2 separate regions of the Danio rerio genome follow, and region 2 is linked to region 1. The links are chromatin contacts, called in public HiChIP or PLAC-seq maps. All regions are on one chromosome and are shown on one strand. Each heading gives the region's core, a stretch centred on a gene start, on an enhancer-like site or on the middle of the called end of the contact. The rest is flanking DNA. Distances are from core to core; before and after follow the strand shown.

Region 1 (4,205 bases), core at 1,272-3,771:
CTTCAAAGTATCTTCTTTTGTAGTAGGTTTGGAACAAATTAATGGTGAGTAAATGATTTCTTTGGTCTCTTTAATGCATGTTTGGTTTTTTGATACAGCACAGGGTCCTTTTATACAAGCCTAACGCCATCCTGATTTGACCAAGTAGAACATCTTCCTGGATTAACATCTAACAGAACATTCCAATCAGCCAATCAGAATAAAGGGATACTTTACCGTTTAGGTTAAGTTTAAGCGCACGGTTCGATTTATGCACTTCTAATGTTATCCAACTCTAATTTTGTGAATAATCTATAGATATGCTTGGGTTTTGGGCATAGGGAATAGGTATGGATTACATTTTCCCACAAAAATGATGTTCCAGGATGAACATAGATGTTAATCCAGGATCACATCATACTCAGCAAAATCATGAGGTGAAGGAAAACAATTTAATTTCCGAATGAATTCATCCTTTTTCCAGCAGACGATATAACTTACAGGCATTAATCAAAAAACCGAAACTTTTTTGACCAATCAGAAATCAGCAGTGGTCTCTGCTGGCTTCTGATTGGTTAGTACAGTGTTCCAAACGTTCCAAGTGGTTTACTAACAACGATACATATAAAGTGCACATGTTAAAGAGACAGTTCACCCAAAACTGAAGCTTCTCTCATCATCGACTCTCACCCTCAATCAAAACATGCTTGACTTATTTTCCTCAGTGATAAGTAACCATTGACTACCATAGTATTTCTTTTCCTAAAGAGGAACTCGATGATTAAAAATTGTGGGAATTCTTTAATGTAGCCTCTTTATTGTTCAACAGAAGAAAAAAAGCCACTTGAGGAGGAGTAAACAGTGAGAATTTTAATTCTTGAGTGATTGATCCCTTTAACTCAACCATAACTATCAGTGGACATCTTAAAACATACACAAACATACAGCAGAACGCTGCCGCTCATGTAAAAAGCCTCGCTATCCTGTTAACATTTAACGCTAGTTGAAAGTTAACAGGACAAACCCTTTCTAAACAAAACTGGTGGCTGATTGTACTGATTAGCGGTGACTGCAAACTGATCGATAAAGAGCTGTCAGCTAATGAAAACCAGAAACTCTCCAACACACCACACCACACCGCTTTCACCTGGGGTGAGGTTGGTTTATATTCACACACTCAGACTGCACCTTCTTAATATAATTGAATCAAATATAATTAAGTAGTATTTGCTAATTCTAAATCGAGAAACCACATTATCAGCCAATGAAAACACAAATCAAAGTACAACACAGTCCACAGAGTCAATCAAATAGTGCTGATGTTGTTGTGAAGTCATACCTTACGTCTGATTTTAGACCTAATATTTAAAGTATCATGGTAAACAATGTACGCATGTATAATATACAAGTTGTCACTGAACTAAATGTAAAATTAACGTCACCCCAATGTTTCTTCACAGATTGGGGTAAATTTAATTTAATACTCGCACATTCAAACTTACTCCTTAATAATATAACTTCATGAAAGTATTCTTTGCAAATTCTACATCAGCAGCTAATAACTATGTACAACATTGTTTACAGTAAATTAAATAGTGCTGATGTTGTTTTGAAGCCATGCTTACATGCGATTTCACACTGAATATTCAAAGTAGCATGGTAAACATTATAGGGAGCGTGTCATCACCAGTTGTCACCGAACGAATGTGCGAAAATAAACCCAACTTCACCCTCAATGCGCGTTCACACAGGCGAGCGCTAAACCGAATTCATACCTGATTGAGATCCTGATCCGTCAGCAGATGCAGCTCTCGCGGCTTGAAGCAGTTCTGACACTTGCTTTTGTTGAAAATGTTCGCCTGAAATTTCCTACACGTGTTTTCCTTCGCGCTCGACATCTTTCGCTCCTCCGTTTGTGCGCGTTTTCGATGCCGCACCGAATAGCAGAGCGACCGTTACAATCCCGAGAGTCTTCAGCCGATCCTAGAGCCCGACATCAGCCTACACATGACCGGTAACGGCGGCGGCGGGTCCCCGGTAACGGTTTAAACGGCAGGACGAGCGCTTTATGTAAGCAGATCTCTAGTCGACAGGCCTGATGTGTTGGAGTTCATGGCCTGCCCTCACAAAGCCACTCTCTAATCGCATTTCTGCCCGATCAATGGTGGAATTGTGCAAGCGGTAAACAAAGCGCTGACTTCACGTGTTCCCGCGCTCGACCGAAGGCTGGAGCTCCCGGTGGACACGCGGAATTCCAGGCGGTGTGGAGACACGGAGCTCCGTGGGTCTTCGGTCCCGGCTGAAGTTTCCTCTGTTAGCGGCTAATGGAGGCTCTTGGTCCCGGTGGATCAGAAGCCAGTGCTCGGCGAAGCTCCGCCGGCAGCAGCAGTGCGCATGTCTGAGCTCGACCCTACGGCTCCATCAGCTGCCAGAGGCGACCGGAGAACGGGTTACCGGGGCGAAATACAGTCTGTTTTCTTCCTCAGCGGCGCTCGAGCTTCCCAATGGAGGAGGACGCTCGTAGATCTGCTGCTGGAATTCTGGATTTCTCTCGCGAGAGTTCAGACTGAGCGCGAGATCTGAGCAGGAGCAGGACCAAGTGTGCCGCAAGCCTGCGTTTGAGTGAAGGTTTCGGCCGTTAGATCGCCCCCTGTGGGCTGGCTGCAGTACAAGTCATAAAGCCCGCCTCCTCCGTGTTAATGAAGGAGACTTGAGCCCAAATAAAAAAAAATATTACACTTGCAATAAAATGTCCCGAAAGATAGTTCTGGTCGATTAAGGCACTGGTTATTGTGCTGAAATAGGTGCAGATCTTCATTTTTGTAAACAGTTTGTTTTTAGCAGTAATTTAATGCTGGGCGTGTCATCGTGATTGACAGCTGTAATTGACAGTTTCTCAAAGCGCGGCGTCTGAGCTTCGGCAGGAGACTGAAGTGTTATTATTCGATTTCTGTGTTATTTTACCATGACAAAATGAGTTCAGCAGTAAACTATAGTTTCTGACATACATGATCCTGGTGGAACACTGTTTATTCGCTAAGTTCAGGGCTTTTTTCGGGCTTTATTAGTTTGCTGATACACGCCTAGCCACCCAGATAGCAAAACACAGTTCCGGCTAGATTCTCGCCTGCCGGAGACTTATCTCTTAGAGCTCAGACTGACTAATGTTACCTCTGCTGGACCTACTCCGGATGCCTGGACTCACTACCCAATTCCAGCCCGAGTCAATCGAGCCAGATGCGGCGGCCGAGCGAGCAGGTGCTGCCGCATGCGAGCCGGAATCAGCCCGCGACGCCGCGAGTAAGTTATGCGCTGCGGCCCGGAGCTGGCGCGATTGAATATATAAAACCCTCATATTTGTTAACGTTATTACATCCATTTGTGTTGATATGACAGCAAACGCATGCTGAGAAGTTCGGGGGGCGTAGTTGATTTTACATAAAGCGTTTGATTGGAAGCTCGACTCTGCTCATTTTCGCGGCTCCTCCTCTGGCTCCATCAGACAATCCTTCTGCGCATGTCTGGCTCCAATTTCAGCAGTCTTTTGCGACAGTTTGTGCCCGTCAAGCAGGCGTTTTGCCCTCAAGGCGTTCAATGGGAAAAAGGGCTGTCGCGTCGTCCATATTTTTTACAGTCCTTGAGCAGGACGGGCCCGAATGAAGAGGCCACCCTGTGGAGACCAAACATATACACACAATCACGTACAGTTCTGATCATGTCAATATGGAGCAAAATAAATCTAAATAGCTTCTTAAATCTACGCCACGAAGACAGTGAAGACAGATCTGAAGGCAAAAGGGGTCCAACCCGGTACTAGCAAGGTGTACCTAATAAAGTGGCCAGTGAGTGTATTTACTGTATATATAAAACACAAGGATACTTTAACATTTAAATTAATTAACTACATATTTAAATGTTTCCCAGCGCTGGGTTGCTACTGGAAGGGCATCCGCTACGTAAGACATATGCTAGAATAGTTGGCGGTTCATTCCGCTGTGGCGACCTCTGATTAATAAAGGGATTAAGCCGAAAATAAAATAAATGAATGACATATTCGGATGTACTCCAATAGTCTGTGTGGTCAAGCAGCAGTTCTATAGTGCCCCACCGTACACTGTGTGTGAAGAGTGTGTGAACAGATGAACAGCTCTCAGCATGTCAGTCTGTGTTTGAGCCTCTGCTATTAAAAGAGCTGTGATCCGGACACTATTTCCACACTCACACAC
Region 2 (4,214 bases), core at 1,592-4,091, 220 kb before region 1:
ATAAGTTGACGGTTCATTCCACTTTGTGCAACCCAGATTAATAAAGAGACTAAGCGAAAGGAAAATTAATAATATGATATAATAAAATAAAATAAAATAAAATAAAATAATATAATATAATATAATATAATATAATATAATATAATATAATATAATATAATATAATATAATATAATATAATATAATAAAATAAAATATAATAAAATATAATATAATATAATAATAATATACTATAATATAATAATAATAATAATATGATATAATATAATATAATATAATATAATATAATATAATATAATAAAATAAAATATAATAAAATATAATATAATATAATAATAATATACTATAATATAATAATAATAATAATATGATATAATATAATATAATATAATATAATATAATATAATATAATATAATATAATATAATATAATATAATATAATATAATATAATATAATAATAATAATAATAATAATAATATAATATAATATGATATGATATGATATGATATGATATGATATGATATGATATAATATAATATAATATAATATAATATAATATAATATAATATAATATAATATAATATAATATAATATAACATAATGTAATTATTAAAGGATTAATAAAGGGATAAAGCCAAAAAGAAAATGAATGAATGAATAAATTACAACCTACAAAATTCAACTAAAGTTCTTCCTTTTTTTTGCTTCTCTTGATTTTTCCTCTTTTAAAATTTGTATTTAATATTTTTCTATAACATTTCTTTGGCTGTTCTAGTTTTTGGAGCGTTATCGTAAGTTATTTTGTTAGATGAGCTCCTGATTTGGCTTCAGTACTAATCTAATGTACACATATAATATTGTATATCATCCTATTTAAAATATGAATTTAAAAGAGAGATTTGTGAGGGGTGCACTCATATATGCTGAGCACTAATGCTTAAACATTATTAACGTAAAACTTTAACAGATTCCTCTTTTTTCTAGTGATATTTGATGTGAGAAAGTTGTATTTTCAAAATAATGAGTAAAACAAGGAATTTGTAAGGAAAAATGAGGCGAATAGCTGCAGAAAGGTTCAGTTTTTGAGAAAAAAATAAACCACTGCTTTCACCATTCTGGCTACAGGCCTGCATTCACTGATAACTGATCCAGAGTGTTGTTGATCCTGTTTGTATGTACACACATTGTTGAATAAGTGTGTGTTTGTCCTGTACATGGCTTATTATTATTGTAGGTGTGTTGAGTTACTTACTATACACACAGAAATAGCACCTTTAGCACGATGTGTGTGATGGCTTGTGTTTAGAGAATCCTGCATGAAAAAATACTGTAGTAATTTATAGTAAACACTGCAGTGTTTTTAAAGCATACTATAGTAAAGTGCATTACACTGCATTTGTTATAGTATCTACAACTCTCGGTTGATGAATGCTCCAGCACTACTGTATTAACTACAGTGAGCTGATCTGTAATACAGTATGCTTTAGTTTTTACCACAGTAAACTCTGCTTTGTAGTAATTTATACCCTGTAGTTTTAGAGAATAGGTTTTAATCAGTTTTAATAGTTAAAGTCAGTCTGTAAGATGATTAGAATTTATTATTTAAAAGCTACAGTGTACAAATAAAACTACTTATTTAAAGTAGCATATATAAAATGAACTAGAAAAGAACTAGAAGACTGTTCTGTTCAGCCTAATGAGGTAAAAACATTTCAGCCGTTTTATTGTAAGGTGTGATGTGAATCCTGAAGTGGACAGCAGGAGGCACAATCTGAAGTGTTGGTGGTGAGTGTGTTGCACAGTGTTATTTTGACCACTAGATGAGGATCTCGTGCAGAATGATGAGCGCCCAAACTCTCTGTCAGAGGAGTAACAGTATTAGAGATGTGGAGTCCTGAAATACATGAATGACAAATACATGATGGATGGATGGAAGGTTAAGAACATGGATGGATGGATGGATAAGTGGATAATTGATGGATGATTGATGAATGGATGAATAAATGAATGAATGGATAAATGGATGGATGGTTGGGTGGATAAATTGCTAAATAGATGGATGGAAGGATGGATGGATGGATGGATGGATGGATGGATGGATGGGTGGATGGATGGGTGGATAAATGGATGGATGGATGGATGGATGGATGGATGGGTGGTTTGATGGATGGATTGGATGGATGGATGGATGGATAAGTGGATAATTGATGGATGATTGATGAATGGATGAATAAATGAATGAATGGATAAATGGATGGATGGTTGGGTGGATAAATTGCTAAATAGATGGATGGAAGGATGGATGGATGGATGGATGGATGGATGAATGGATGGATGGATGGGTGGATGGGTGGATAAATGGATGGATGGATGGATGGATGGGTGGTTTGATGGATGGATGGATGGATGGATGAATGCATGGATGGGTGGGTGGATGGGTGGATAAATGGATGGATGGATGGATGGATGGATGGGTGGTTGGATGGATGGATGGATAGATGGATGATGGATAATAGATGGAAAATAGATGATGGATGGATGGATGCATGGATGAATGTAGGAATGGATGGATAGATGGATGGATGAATGAATGGATAGATGGATGGATGGATGGATGGATGGATGGATGGATGGATGGATGGATGGATGGATGGATGGATTAATAGATGGATGGATGGATGGAAGGATGGGTGGATGAACTGATGGATGGATGGATGGATGGATGGGATGATGGATGATGGATAATAGATGGAAAATAGATGATGGATGCATAGATGAATGGATGAATGAATTGATAGATGGATGAATGGATGGATGGATGGAAGGATGGGTGGGAGGGTGAATTGATGGATGGATGGATGAATGAATGAATGAATGAATGAATGGATGGATGGATGGATGGATGGAGCCTACAGGGTGAATGTTAATGTTCAAGTTATTGGTAGATTATTTTAAATCGTGCAGGCCTGTTTGGTAGTTTATGTAAAAGTTTTACTAGTCTAATAGTTTAATACTCTGTTAGACTGTCATTTTTATTGTTGGCCACTTTTTATATACTGTTTTGAATTCTGCTTCAATGGTGGAAAATGAGAGTTATTTTCCCTCAGAAATGCGTCATGCGGATCCTCCCTTCACCTCATTTGCCCATTCAGACTGTATGTTTGTGTCTCAATACACTGTAAAGTGCCTACATAGACATCATCTGTGTGTGGGCATCACAGGCACGCGCAGCATTTCTGTGCGGGAACGCGCTCCTGATGCCCACAGAGTTGCCGCGTGAACTCGTGAACAGCAGAAACTTATTTTCTAGATGTCATTTGAAGAGTTGCTGTCGACCTGACGGATGTTTGCCGGTTGTTTAACGGAGTGTGCTCGTCGGTCATTCTAACGGATCCGTTACCGAAGCTCCGGGAGCGATGATCGGGAAGGAGCGGGGCTCTCCGGCATCCAAGCCGCCTCCGGGCGCCTCACCTGCGGCTGCAGGACTCAGCGCGACCCGCGGGAGATTTTCCAGAGCCAGGAGGAAACACAGCAATGGATCCGTCCAGTGAGTAACTACTCTGTCATTACATGCACACGCTCAGCTTTAAGGTATATCAACAGTTTATCTACAGTATAGCTTAGGGTATTATGTTTCATTTTAAAACTTTGGTCTCTTCATTAGGTAGCTCATAAACCATAATCTATGACTCAATAAACTCAATACTTTGCTGCTTATTATTAATTATTAAGGTAAAAGTTGCTTTTAGGTATTTAGATCAGGCCAGTTAATGCAGAATATGTGCTTTAGAAGTAGACTAAACAGCCAATAAGCCACTAGTTAATCATAGTGGAAACTGGTCACTGTGCTAAAAGCATTACCTATTATTTACCATAGTCTTATTATATTTAGAAAATGATGACTCTCAAATATGGACAAACCCACATCTGGGTTAAAATATATCATTAACATTATCATAACAAAAATAAATAAATAAATAAACAACACAATGGCTGTGTTTGTCCATATTTGACTCAATAATGGGTTAAAACAGCCTACATTTTTAGAGCGTACATGCAGCATTTCTGTCACAATGTGCTGAAACGTAATTTTTAAGAAGAATCAAATTAACCTTATGAGTTATTTTTACTTAAATCACATTAAACTGACATAAAACACCATGTATAGCTCAACATTTCAAAGTTAGAAGTGATTTGATTTAATGATGAAAAC

The links. HiChIP or PLAC-seq counts read pairs in DNA pulled down with a chosen protein or histone mark.
Region 2: a contact with region 1 is called in an H3K4me3 HiChIP or PLAC-seq map of gastrula embryo, with 2.8 times the contacts expected there. The contact joins the promoter of radil2b here to the promoter of mprip in region 1. A contact is called at or near these places in 2 of 4 datasets of contacts at active chromatin or transcription factors (embryo and gastrula embryo).

What each region holds. Positions count from the first base shown.
Region 1 is chr12:656,261-660,465 of GRCz12tu, reverse strand. mprip (myosin phosphatase Rho interacting protein) reads right to left here and starts at 2,521. Exons shown (of 17, transcript XR_012387740.1): 1 at 1,755-2,521.
Region 2 is chr12:880,591-884,804 of GRCz12tu, reverse strand. radil2b (Ras association and DIL domains 2b) reads left to right here and starts at 2,841. Exons shown (of 17, transcript XM_073917997.1): 1 at 2,841-3,548. The coding sequence starts at 3,418. The region is part of intron 16 of mprip (myosin phosphatase Rho interacting protein); the gene reads right to left.